Linked DNA regions of Mus musculus: regions 1 and 3 are each linked to region 2. The links are chromatin contacts, called in public capture Hi-C and promoter capture Hi-C maps. All regions are on one chromosome and are shown on one strand. The core of a region is the stretch at or near the end of the contact, and the rest is flanking DNA. Distances in the headings are between cores, read along the strand shown.

Region 1 (4,117 bases), core at 1,245-3,744, 1.1 Mb after region 2:
TTTCACTATGAACCCTGGTTGGCCTGGATCTCACTATGTAGACCAGGCTGGCCTTGAACGCTTTGAAACCCACCTGCCTCTGTCCCTGGAGTGCTGGGGTTAAAGGTGTGCACTACCAGGTCCATCCCATCTCCAAAGCTTTAAATCACACCATTGGAAGGCCAGTATCTTTGGGGGTGGGAGCTTTGAATTTGAATGCTAGAGTCTTTTGTTTCATTCATTCATTCATTCATTCATTCATTCATTCATTTTGAGACAGGGTTTCTCTGTGTAACCCTGGCTGTCCTGGAACTCAGAAATCTGCCTGCCTCTGTTACCTCCTTCCAGCCCAGCAAGGCTGGCTGTGACCATCCACCACCGCCTGAGCGGAGCCACCTGCTGTGCTGCTCCTTTGATGTGCCACTACCTGCCTGAGGCTCAACCTGCCAGAGGCCTGAACCGGTTCTCTTCCAAGAATCTTCCAGAGTTAACACCGAACTGCGATCTTTGCGAGTTCCCACTAAAAGGCTGACCTATCTACTTCAAAGGAACTTTGCTTGGCCAGGGACGGGCCTCCCCTTTTCTTTATAAAGCGTGTTTGCTGACATTAAAATTGAACCTTGAGCAGAAAGCTTGTCTTGGTTCCTTCCTTATCTCGCGCAGCCTAGCCCTTCTTCTCTTCCAGGTTTCCAACATGCCTTTCCAGCCTAGGACCCAAAACATGTGGTCGGCTGGCCGGACACAACATGCCTCTGCCTTCCAAGTGCTGGGATTATAGACATACCCACCTCCCTGGCTGAATGCTAGAGTCTTAAGCAACTGACCTTGGAGCCCCATCTTCTCAGGTTCCTCTAGGGCTAGACTGAAGATCAGCATGTGTCGGGCTACCGCTTCCAGATTATTCTCCAGCACATAAAACTGCACGAGTGACAGACAAGACAATTCTGCAGACCTAGGAGCCCAGAACACCAGCCTCCCCCAACACCCCTGTATGGAGATGGAACCCAACCAGGGACCTTGTAAAAGTTAGAGCAGCACTCCACCACTGAACTCCATTCCCAGCACATCCCCCCCCCCCCCTGTTTTTCTTTCTATTGTGAGGCATAGTCTCATTAGGTCGCCCTTGAACTCTCTGTTGCCCAGGATGGCCTTGAACTTACGATGCTTCTCCTGCCTCAGCCTCCGGAGCAACTATGATTACAGGCTTTAACCACTAGATCCAGCTTGCTAGGTCTCTCTCTTAAGCCATAAGTCTAGATTCGAGATCACCCCTCACACCACTCCTGGAGACCTGATTTTTTGTTTTGTTTTGTTTTTGGTTTTGTTTCGTTTTGTTTTGTTTTGTTTTGTTTTTTTGAGTCAGGGTTTCTCTGTGTAGCCCTAGCTGTCCTGGAACTCACTCTGGAGACCTGATTTTTTGGGGTTTGTTTGTTTGTTTGTTTGTTTTGAGACAGGGTTTCTCTGTGTAACTCTGGCTGTCCTGGAACTCACTCTGGAGACTAGGCTGGCCTCGAACTCAGAAATCCACCTGCCTCCCAAGTGCTGGGATTAAAGGCATATGCCACCACTGCCCGGCTGGAGACCTGATTCTTGGGCTCTCGCTCTTACTGAAGCCCAGGGGCCTCAAATCCCAGGACCTTACTTCCCTAGGACAAGGTCTGAGACTCTTCAGATCCACAGCCTAACCTCTAGGACCTGGAAACTTTCATTGCAATCCTCTCTTCTCTCAAAGGCTCAGGAATCGGCCGTTCATTCCACTCCAACCAGGATCCCAGAATCCCAACTCACATTGAAGCTCCTGAGAGGCCAGAGCGCTGCCCTGGCCAGGGTCCGCAGCATGTGTCTACCATCCACAGAACCTAACAGCAGGGCATCCAGTTCTGGGACCTTGCGCTCTGTTTTCGACTGTGAATCTGGGTCTACAGGAGGACCTGGCAAGACGATAGCAGGCAGAGTCGACTGCTCGTCTCTCCTGCAGTTAGCTAACTTTAGAAGTTAAGAAACCAGCAGGCTTGATACGCCGAGCCTGGATTCCAAAAAACAGCGATACCTTTGCCTTATAGCACTCAGTATTAACCCTTCTCCCCAAGCCAGTTAATTTAGGGAACGTTGGTATACACATCCCATCAGCATCCCCTACCACAGACACAAGTGCTGTGGGCTGTGAGCACAGTCCACAGTTGTAGTAGGAAAGGCACCTCTGTCTAAGACCGTGTGTGGTCTTAGGGTAGACTCACTTTCTGCCTGTAGGTCCAGCGCCGGGGACAGACCCCACCAGGACACACTACCATAACCGGTGCCCGAGCCCGCAGGCGTGGTCATCGCTCTGTGGGACAGGAGTCCGGGGAATTCCACATTTGTCCATCTCATCCCTCCCTTTCTCGCTGCCCCGCTTCTTACCCCTTCGCCTCCACGTTAATCCCCTCACCTTTATTCTTCAAAATATCCGTAGGTAGGGTCCTGTGCTGAGCTCCTGGAAGCCACCACAACAGTTTCCCAGAGGCTTCGCCCACTCTGAGTCATCACCCAATGGGAGCAGGTGGTTTTGCATTATTGCTATCAACTGACCAATTAACGTGAAAAGGTGCCGCTCGCTATGAACTTTTGACCAATAGAAGCTCCGGGAGATGGCTGCGGTGTGGTCTGAAACTGGACACCGGACGCGGTTGTCATAACGACAGCCGGACCAGAGTAGGGTGCCTGCTTTCTGGATCCGTCCTCCAAATTTCTAGGAAAGGGAGGATCTACCTTGCTGCTTCAAATTAAATCAGAACTGAACGAAATGTCTTCCCTGTTTGTCTTTCTTTTCTTTTTCTTTCTTTTCTCTCTCTCTCTCTCTCTCTCTCTCTCTCTCTCTCTCTCTCTCTCTCTCTCTCTCTCTCTCTCTTTCTCTCTCTCTCTCTCCTTCCTTCCTTTCTTCCTTTTTCTTCTTTCCTCCTCCTCTTCCTTCTTCTCCCCCTCCCCTCCTCCTCTCCTCCCCTCTTCTTCTTTTCCCTCCTCTTCTTCTTTTTGAGCCAGAGTCCCTCTTTATTCGAGTTACTCCGAACTCGCAGCAGTCCTCCTGGCCTTGGTTTAAATATTGTGAGCCACCACTCCTGGATTCTAATGAAATCTCTGTGAATCCAAATTATAACAGGAAGCCAAGACATGCCTTCACATCTCTGTTTTGTTCTTTTGTTTTTGTTTCTTTTACACCTGGGCTCTTGTCTGAATACAGGCCTCACTAGGTGAAAAACAGGACCTTGCTCAGTAGATTTTTCTAGAATATATGATCAGGCTATTACTCACAGTCATTACTCAATAATACATCTTTAGCAGGCACCATGGCACAGACCTGTAATACCAACATTCTGAAGTAGGAAAATCAGTGGTTCAAGACCAGTTTGCCATATCTTATTCTAGCCCAGCAAAGGCTACCGCACTGTATAAAAGCTAAAAAAAAAAAAAAAAAAAATCCTCCCTCCTGGAGCTGGGAGCTGGAGAAAGGTTCAGCAGTTAAAGGTGCTTTCTGTTGGAAGGCAGAGGCAGGCGGATTTCTGAGTTCGAAGCCAGCCTGGTCTACAGAGTGAGTTCCAGGACAGCCAGGGCTACACAGAGAAACCCTGTCTCAAAAAACAAAAACAAAAACAAAAACAAAACAATAAAATAAAATAAAAAATAAAGGTACTTTCTGCTCTCCTAGAGAACGGGAGAGTTCAGTTCTCAGCACCACATCAGAAGGATCATAACGGCCTGTACTTTCAGCCCCAGGGCTCTCATGCCCTCTTCTCACCTCTTTTGGCACCCACAAACACTTGAGTAACACACACACTCACACACAAAGAATAAAATTTTCAAATACAAATTTAGAAATCTTCCTCCTGGGAAGATACCTAACACTGGTCTCTCAGATCATGTTAAGCAATAGAAGAACTTACTAGAATGAAGGACAAAAACTAATCGAGACAATGCTACAGAAACGATACCTTCAGGAATGGCGTGACTGAAACACTGTGTTCCATCCCAGCACCACATCAATCCAGGTGTGATAGTACGAGACTATAATTCAATCCTGTGGGGTGGGGGTCACGGGATAGAAGTAGGTGTAATAGTTCAAGCATCATTATACACAGAGAGAGGGCTGGAGAGCTGGCTCAGC
Region 2 (4,475 bases), core at 15-2,514:
GGCAAGAAGACAGCAAATGCACACAGAATTTCCATAGCTACTAAAGCAGATGGGATTGAGAAATATGGAGAGGTCCAGGGGCCAGAAGAGGGGAGAACAGCTCAATAGCAAACAGGGAAGAGAGCCTCGGGAGGACTTCCACAATGAGGCAGCGCTGCCCACCTTCCAGAGCCCGCTGATGACACTGTGTATCTTGCTTTGAGAGCCCTGAGCAAATCCAGTGACATTATCTTCATTCAGTAACGACAACTCAGTGCTCAGGAATGTCTTCTGAGGACTGGCTGATGCCAGTCCCCTGCCATTTCAGAACTGATTCCAACCAAAAAGTCCAGAGTGGGGCCAGCAGAGGTGGCACTTGTGTTCCAGGCACCTGGTCGTAGCAGCTGATGTACTGGAGGAGCTACCTGGGGAAGGAAGGAGTTGGTGAAAGGTGGGTCCCACCTGGGTGGTCCACAGAAGGGCTGAGAGAGGGAGTGAGGGCTAAGAATCAGACCCTGCTGTCATGCCACGTGGCTGTCCCCTGTCTGGGTCTCTGCTGTAAAAAAGGCCCCCAGGGACACACAGGCTAATAAATCCAATAAGGACAGTTGCTCTGTTTCATGTGTCCCAGCACCCTAATTCCCTAGAGTCTGTCTTTTCTACTTTCTTGGGGACTGAGGACTTGAACACTGAAACTGATCTAATGACCCTGAGGATTCTGGCCATAGGGGCCTCTTCCAGGTCTTGGAGTATAGGTTCAGACAACTCTAGGAATACAAGCCCTAGCTCTCCTTCTTCAGACCTGGAGGCCCCCCACCCCCCATCCCAGCCCTATTCCCACTCCCCTGTCCAGACTGAAGAGTCAGGTTCCAGGCCTCTCTCAGGCCCACAGTCCAGGCCTTAGTCCTCCTCCCTCAAGACCAGGAGCCTATACTGAAGCTCTGTTCCCACATACATATGAGTTCAACCCTTCTCCCTGAAACCCTCAAACTACATACCCTGCCTCTCCTCCCCCAGACTTTAAGAATCCAGACCAAGCCCACCTCCTCCAAACCTTCAGACTCAAAGAGTCCACCCCGCCCCCACCCCCAGTACTTCTTCCAAGCCTCTGGACCTCAGAATCCTGCAAGCCAACTAGGGAGCTTCCAGCCTGGACTGCTCAGGACAGAAACACAAGTTCTCTGACTTCACTGGCTCTTTGAGATCCAGATTTTGGACTTTGCAGCCTGGTCCCGGACCCTTGGGGAAACAGATCTCCCTTCGTTCGCTCTGTTGAAGACCCGGCCCCCAGCCCCTCCTTCCAAGAGGCCTCCCTCCCCCGCCCCTTGTCCCCTTAAAATACCCGGATCCCTATGGCAACAGGCGCTTGCGACAGGTGCGAGTGTTATTTACGGGTCGAGCCTGAAATAGCCGGTGGGGTGAGGGGGTGGGCGGATGGGGCGAGGCAGGGAGCGAGCGCAGCAGGTCCGGAGAGCTGACTGGGTAGAGGCGAGCAAAGCTGGACGCTTCGGAGGCATCGCGGAGCTGGGGCCGGCGTGGCGCAGAGGCAGGAGAGCTCAAGGGACCCGTGCCCGGGAGACCCGGGTGGGAAGTCCAAAGGGAGCGCGGGACCCTGAGCTGAGTTTGGAGCGATCCTGGCCGAGCAGGACTTGGGAGCCCGGGGGAGGGGGAGCCGAGTAACTGCAGACAGACTGACTGAGAGTCCCTTTCCAACTCCTGTGTCCCCCAGGGTATTTTGCCTTGGTTTTCTAAGCCAGAGTGTAGACCACAGTGCCTTGGTCTGAGCCCTGTCCTGACTACAGAGAGTCCCCAGCCTCTTTTTCTGGACCTCATTGTGATTCTCAGCCACTGTAGGAGACCTGGGCTCTTTTTTGAGTAGTCCCTGGCTCGCCCATACCCCCTCGAATTCCAGTGGGGTCCCAGATTTGCTGTGAATACTGGAGCTTCCACTTGCCTCTCTCAGACTTGGAGCGATTTCTAACTTTACCAGTGAAATCCCAATTCTAACTTTTGTATAGCCCAAAAGTGTTCTGAGATTCCTCCTTTCTCAAATTCTGAGCCAGAAGAAATCTAAACTATATCTCAAACACACGAAAAACCTCAGCTCCCCTCTTTTCAAGGGAAAACTGTGAGACTTACGGGAGACCCCATCAGCAACCTTTGGAAACTGGGCAAGTTTTCCCTTGGGCTCCTCAGTTTTCTCATTGGCTAGGTAAACCTCAGAGTAGCCTAGCTTTTTCTCTAGGCCTCACCTGTGCCACGTTCATGTGCATAAGCCCTGGTAGCATCCTTAGGCCAAAAATATAGTTAGTTTCTCTTCTCAGGGGCAAAGGCCTCCACTCTTGCATTTGGGGCTCAGCTTTTTCTCATTCCCGATCTAGTTGACACTGAGCCTACTACTTCCTTTGAAAGTCTAGGCCCTGCCCCCTGCCCCTTAGGACCCGCTGCACAGGTCTTTCTGACTCCTTGAGGCTCGCCTGAGCTCCAGCGGATCCCATCATCATGATGTGGTCTAACTTCTTCATGCAAGAGGAAGACCGACGCCGGACAGCTGTGGGCCGGCGTCGTGCCCAAGAACAGCAGAATCTCGGCTTGACTCCGGAGCGAGAGGGCAAGATCAAGCTGGGGTTGCTGGTGGCAATCGTGGGTGCTACGCTGGCTGTGCTGGCTGTGGGCACCGAGTTCTGGGTGGAACTCAATACATACAAGACCAATGGCAGCGCCGTCTGTGAGGCCGCCCATTTGGGGCTGTGGAAGGTGTGCATCAAGCGACTGTGGCAGGCGGATGTGCCCGCGGGCAGGGAGACCTGTGGCCCAGCTGAGCTGCCAGGAGGTGAGAGGCTGTGTTCTGAGCCCAGATCTGTGTCCCACAGTCAGGGAGAAAGAAACTTTTGTCTGGGGGAAACTTTTGTCTTGTTCTTATCCCCCAAGAATGTTTGTGCCCAAATCAACCTGTGCTCACAGAAACTGGAGAGAAAGGGGGCGGGGAGAGTGAGAGATGTTCAGGGGTAGCACATATCCCTAATTAGCATATGCCCTAAAGAAACTTGTTTCTTAAAGTTTGCCTTCTAGCTGTGGCCTATGCCCCAGACCAGCCTGTACCCCTCAGACAGCCTGTGCTTCCAAACCCAGCTGGTCCCCTCAGAACAACAGCCTGTATACACCCCCGCCAACCCGTATCCCCTAGAACTGCCTGAATTCCCCACCAGACAGCCATGCACCCACAGACAGCCTGTGCCCTTAACTAGAAGCCTGGAGACATCCCACATTCCCATTCTGTGTGCCTCTGTGGAGACAGACCACCCTACGCCCACCCGGAAGTAAAAAAAAAAAAAAGTTCTATGTTGATTCTCTGTTTTCAGATACAATCAACTGAAGTTCTTACCAGGTCTACTCACCGCTCTGGGTGCACTTTGTACCTCCTTAGAAATGTTTATTTCCAGTTCCTCTCGCCTTGACATGGTCGGGACAGACATTACAGCCCTCCTCCCTTACTCTACAGACACTCCACACCCCTCATGGAACCCGGTGGTTCCTCTGCTCTCAGCTGTGCCTCTTACTCTCTGACAAAACATGCTATGCCCTTTGCTTAGTGGGATAATCTACATTCCCCTAGGAACTGGATATGTGTTTATTTTACCTCTTTTGACACCCATCAAACCCACTTTGGTTATATTAGCTTGATGAGATCTTTGCCATGCTGGTCCCCAGCATGTACCCAGTATTCTCAGGACCCCTCAAGAACATCCTTCACCTTCATCCTTCACTCCCTCTGGGCTCTGGATGGATTTTTTTTTCATTCCTCAATTCCTACTTTTTCAGATGTGATATGGAACCCAAAATAGGATGTTCTAAGCCTTTGATAGCTAAGTGGAATGCCTTCACTGTCTGTGGCCTGAACTACCTGTCTGTCCTGATCAGCTATCTTAAACAGTTTCCTTTTGCTGTTTCTTACTGTTTGGCACTTCAATCGAGATGATCCCAAACCTTTGCAAAATGGGATGACAAAAACAAATACGGGATGCCAGTTGGGTCTGGTGGTACAGGTCTGTAACCATAGGTACTCAGGAGGCAGAGGCAGGAAGGATGTGAGTTCAAGGGCACCCTGGGATACAGAGGGAGTTCAGAGTTGCCTGTGCAACTCTGTGAGATCCTCTCTCAAAAAATCAAAGCCAGAGGGGCTGGAGAGATGGCTCAGAGGTTAAGAGCACTGACTGCTCTTCTGGAGGTCCTGAGTTCAATTCCCAGCAACCACATGGTGGCTCACAACCATCTGTAACAAGACCTGATGCCCTCTTCTGGTGTCTGAAGACAGCTACAGTGTACTTACATATAACAAATAAAATAAATCTTAAAAAAAAAAAAATCAAACCCAGAACTGGGGGGCGTATCTAAGTAGTAGAGCAGCTGCCTAAAATCCCTCAGAGAGTGGCTGAGGTGTAGTCCTGTGGCAGAGCACCTGCCTAGAGCCCCCCACTAAGGGGCTGGAAGTGTGG
Region 3 (4,436 bases), core at 531-3,030, 1.6 Mb after region 2:
TCTCTGCCCTCTTCTTGGCTTAGGTTTTGAAATTCATTTATTTATGTGTGATCGTGTACATGCATGTGGCAGTCAGAAGGCAACTTTCTAGAGTTGGTTCTTTTCTTCCACCACGTGGTCATCTGGGTTTGAACTCCTTTGCCCTTGTAGAGGACCTGGGTTTGACTTATAGCACCCACAAGGTGGTTCACAAACACTCTAACTCCAGTTCTAGGGAATCCGATTGCTGTCTTCTGACCTCCAAGGACACCAAGTACACATGTGTATATGCCTACAGGCCACCAAAACACTTACATACATTTTTTTTTAAAGGAGAGAGAGAATTCAAGGTTATCTTAGGCTGCATAGTCAGGCTAGGCTTCTTGAGATCATGTCTCAAGAAATAAAAATACAGTTTATATAGCTGTCTCCTGGGGCAAATCTAAATTAAGGAATGAATACGTTCCATACTTCAGGGCCTCAGAAGCACTAGTGCTCAATAGCTTCATGTATCCACTGTCACGCCTCATAGAAATTATAGCATTTGTTACCGATGGAAAGATGTTGGATAATTCTTCAAGGGGTAGTCCACTCTTTGGGTGGGTGGGTGGGTGGGGTCCTTGCACTGGGCGCCTAACCCTCCTCTCCCTTGGCTATGTCCAGCTGTTGCCCCCTCCCAACTCCCAGTACGTGGATCTAGGACTTAGCCTTAGATGGGTCCTAACCTCCTGTAATTGCATCTCATACCAGAGTGCATTTTACAAATACAAAGTGTCTTCACTGGCCCAGGCTACTGCATCAAAACTGGATGCTCAGACCCTCCTTGAAGAGCCCTGCGCGCCAGCTACCATAGGCAGTGGGTGCTGGTGACTTCAGCAGCACTCTTTTCCATTCCAAAGAACCAGCTTCCTTGCCTGTGTATACGACAATGCCTGGCTTTCTCTGAGCCTCAGCTTCCCCATGTATTCCATAGTAAGTCTAAACTTCCCCATGCCCGTACCTAGGAATGGCTGGTCTCCTCTGGAGACCTTACTTTCCCCTGCTGGGTCACTGGCAAGAATCACAGCTGCTCTCCATCCTTGTTTTCAGATGCGATTTCATGTAGCCCAGGCCGGCCTCCAACTCAATATATTGGAGAAGATAACCTTGAACTTCTGATTCTTCTGTTTCAACCAGTTTTATGCAGTGCTGGGGATCAAACCAAGAGTGCATGTTAGGTAAACCCTGTCCCCATTTTTATACCTAGCAAGCATGCTCCAGTTTTCAGATTCCCCATATGCTCTGCGGGGAAATAGTACATTTTCCTTTCTGGGTCAACATCTGGTCGTCCCCAGTCTCTGTTTCCCCGTATGTTCAGTGGAGCATATATACTTTACGGGATCTGGCAACGTCTTCTTTGGACATTGATTCCCCCATTTATGAGACGTGAGGATTGTGACCCTGCTAAATCAGAACAGAGATCGGGCTTCTGGACCTCTGTCTCTCCATTTGCTCATCCAACAGAAACACCCCTTCTCTAACCCGCTGGTTTTGCCTAAGCGGAAAGGGGAGGCAGGGTGGAAAGACGACAAGCTGTAAATTTCAATTCTTTATGGGGCGCTTACTAGACTTCACAGTATCTAGCTTTTTACGGGTCACTCAAAGCAAAGGAATGGCTCTTGTGAATGGCACGCAGCTGGAAACTGTCCTTTTGCAGGTCCTTCTCGTTGGCCAAGCGCCACCCCCACCCCTTGCGCTCTCCCTTTACAGCTGCAGACTCCAGCCTCGGAACCTTCGTGTGTGTAGCGGGCGTTTCTGAACGGTGCTCTTTCTCAGGGACGCCGTCGCCCCTCGCGCCCCTGCGCCCCCCGACCCGCGTCCCCGGCGCCGCCGGCCCGGAGCTGCCCGGAAGCTCGCTCCTACCGCGGCGCTCGTCAGGGCAAGCCCGGGTCCGTCCGGGACCTCGGCCCCGTTCTCCCCCGGACCCGAGAGGCTGCTGCACCGGGTACGGGGGCCGGGATGGAGGGAGGAGCCTGGCTTGGGCAGGGCGCGAGGCCGGCAGGTCTCTGGGTGTGGGTCGGAGCGGTGAGGCGACGAAAGCGACACTCAGAGCCTGAGAGAGGGGCGTCGGGAGGCCAAAGCTCCTTATGGAAGCCAGGGGAGTAGGAAGGCCGTAGGGGATATAACGGGACAGGGTGGTTTAGAGGACCAGGGCTGCTAGAGGTCCCCAGACGAGGGGCTATGCATCAAATAACCCGGGAGGTGAAGAGGGACCAGAGATGCCAGCTGTATCTAGAGAGGAGGGGCCAAGGTTAGGGGTAGCTGTGCGGGAACAAGAAACCAGAAGGTCTATGACTGCGAGTTGGAAGATGCTCCAAGGTGGTGGCGGCGATGGAGAGAGAAACCGAAGATGTCAGGATACTTTGTGGGTGGAGACGGTGGTGAATAAAATATAACAAGATGGGGGCGCATATTGGAGGCAGTCAGTTGAGAATGAAGTACAGACGATGGCTTTCCTCGAGTGGAAAGAGAATGGCAAAACCTTTAAGTGCAGAGTGTGGGGATGACATAAAAGAGCCTTGAATGGAAAGTGGGGAATTGGGTTAGTGGGACTCTGGATAAGTATCTAGGGAGGAAACTTGAGGCGACGACAACTGTGGAGATTGGGGAGGCTCTGAGGGTATTGAGGGACCTGAGGGAAAGGACTAAATCAGAGATTGAGTAGAGCTCTGAGAAAAAGGAATGGGTAGATGGGAGAAAAATCTCGGAGGCCACTAGTCTCTAGAATGTGAGATTAGAAAGGACCTAAACTGAGAAGGAAAGAAATGGACTTGGAGATTGATTTCGGTGGGTGGAGGTGAGGGAAGGGAATCCGAAGGATGTCTGAGGTTATGACCTGAGTCGGTGGAGCGGGGTGTTGCTAAGCCCTGGTGTAGGAGTCCCGGAGATGGGGACTGGAGTCACTTCTTACTTTGTAGGGAGGTAGGTCAGTAGCACAGTCTGGCAGGGAGTGGTATCATCTTCCTTTTTAGGATTTTTTTTTTTTCCTGAAAGGAAGAGAGGATCTTAACTTCTCTTCCCTCCGCCGCTCCCAGCTGCCGCTCCAGATGCTGCTGCTGCCGCCGCGGCCACCCCACCCTCGGTCCTCCTCTCCGGAGGTCATGGACCCACCGCCCCCCAAGACTCCCCCTTTTCCCAAGGCGGAAGGCCCCTCCTCCACTTCTTCCTCGGTGGCGGGGCCGCGGCCACCGCGGCTGGGCCGCCATCTGCTCATCGACGCCAACGGGGTCCCCTACACGTACACGGTGCAGCTGGAGGAGGAACCTCGGGGCCCGCCGCAGCGCGAGGCGACCCCGGGAGAGCCAGGTCCTCGCAAGGGCTATAGCTGCCCAGAGTGCGCTCGTGTCTTTGCGAGCCCTCTGCGGCTGCAGAGCCACCGTGTGTCGCACTCGGACCTCAAGCCCTTTACTTGTGGTGCTTGTGGCAAAGCTTTCAAGCGATCCAGCCACCTGTCGCGGCACCGCGCCACCCACCGTGCGCGCGCTGGTCCACCTCACACCTGCCCGCTCTGTCCACGCCGCTTCCAGGACGCCGCGGAGCTGGCGCAGCACGTGCGCCTGCACTGAGCTCAGCCCTGCCCTCTCCGGATCACCACACAGCGTCACTCCCACACATACCCCAGTTCTCCTGAGGTTACTGCCTTACCCTAGGCCTCAGTTTCCCCACCCATCCCCAAGGAGAAATATCATTTTATATTTTCTCCCGTCTAGCTGTGTGATGTAGACCAAAGTTGTTGCCCCTCTGGGCCTGGGTGTCAGTTGGAACTGGGCTTCAGTCCGGCTGTGCTGTGTAAGCCTTTGCAAACGTTACGACCTCTCCTGAGTCTTGGTGGTCTACTCTTCCCAAGTATAAGGTCTTCGTGGAAGACAAAAACACCGGCACGGTCTGGATCGCCTCTGTACTTCTAATGCCCACGATCCCTTATTCCTTGCCCAATAAACATTCCGCACTTCATTCTTGGGTTCTTACTTGCATGTGGGTTGAGTGTTGGGATAGGGAGATTGAGTTTGGACCATTAGCACATAGGAACCTTGTGCTCGGAGAGCGTTTCCAATCGGAGCTGTTTTCTGATGCTCAGGCAACCCGCCCTCTCCGTTCTCCCTTGGACCCTCATCTTTCCCTAGATTCCTATTTCCCAAACCCGGTACTGCTAGGTACGGGGGAAACCAAGGTTCCCCGGTCCCTCTGCCGCCTACAACTGTGGGCGCAACCCGGGGCTGTCCGGGGCCGCCTGGATCCGAGAGGCTGTACTGGATACCAGACGGGGTAGGAGGGATGGAGAAACTAACGGCCGCGGAGGGGGCGGGGTCCCAATAGGCAGCTTTTGGAGAACTAGCCTGGTTAATCTCCAAATTTAGAAAGAGCTTCGGGTGGGGCGTGTAACGGGAGAACCTAGACATAGCAGATGGACCCATTAC

Evidence for each region. Promoter capture Hi-C pulls out the DNA fragments that hold promoters and counts their contacts. Capture Hi-C pulls out chosen DNA fragments and counts their contacts.
Region 1: a promoter capture Hi-C map of embryonic stem cells shows a contact between it and region 2, with 3 times the contacts expected there. The contact joins the promoter of Dnaaf3 here to the promoter of 3300002P13Rik in region 2. A contact is called at or near these places in 8 of 39 promoter capture datasets (the 3T3-L1 cell line, cranial neural crest, embryonic stem cells and 4 more), 2 of 115 datasets of contacts at active chromatin or transcription factors (both in embryonic stem cells) and 1 of 9 other capture datasets (embryonic stem cells).
Region 3: a contact with region 2 is called in a capture Hi-C map of macrophages, with 5 times the contacts expected there. The contact joins the promoter of Zfp580 here to the promoter of 3300002P13Rik in region 2. A contact is called at or near these places in 3 of 39 promoter capture datasets (cranial neural crest, embryonic stem cells and hippocampal neurons), 1 of 115 datasets of contacts at active chromatin or transcription factors (astrocytes) and 1 of 9 other capture datasets (macrophages).

What each region holds. Positions count from the first base shown.
Region 1 is chr7:4,529,971-4,534,087 of GRCm38.p6, forward strand. Dnaaf3 (dynein, axonemal assembly factor 3) reads right to left here and starts at 2,495. Exons shown (of 12, transcript NM_001033548.3): 1 at 2,408-2,495; 2 at 2,217-2,305; 3 at 1,768-1,910; 4 at 804-897. The coding sequence starts at 2,301.
Region 2 is chr7:3,422,181-3,426,655 of GRCm38.p6, forward strand. It overlaps 3300002P13Rik (RIKEN cDNA 3300002P13 gene), which reads right to left and starts at 1,265. Exons shown (of 2, transcript NR_126426.1): 1 at 1,094-1,265; 2 at 1-404. It overlaps Cacng6 (calcium channel, voltage-dependent, gamma subunit 6), which reads left to right and starts at 2,482. Exons shown (of 4, transcript NM_133183.2): 1 at 2,482-2,812. The coding sequence starts at 2,482.
Region 3 is chr7:5,049,752-5,054,187 of GRCm38.p6, forward strand. It overlaps Zfp580 (zinc finger protein 580), which reads left to right and starts at 1,781. Exons shown (of 2, transcript NM_026900.1): 1 at 1,781-1,963; 2 at 3,054-3,972. The coding sequence starts at 3,066. The coding sequence ends at 3,584. It overlaps Gm15510 (predicted gene 15510), which reads right to left. Exons shown (of 4, transcript NR_166619.1): 2 at 980-1,167. It also overlaps a transcript of Ccdc106 not described here.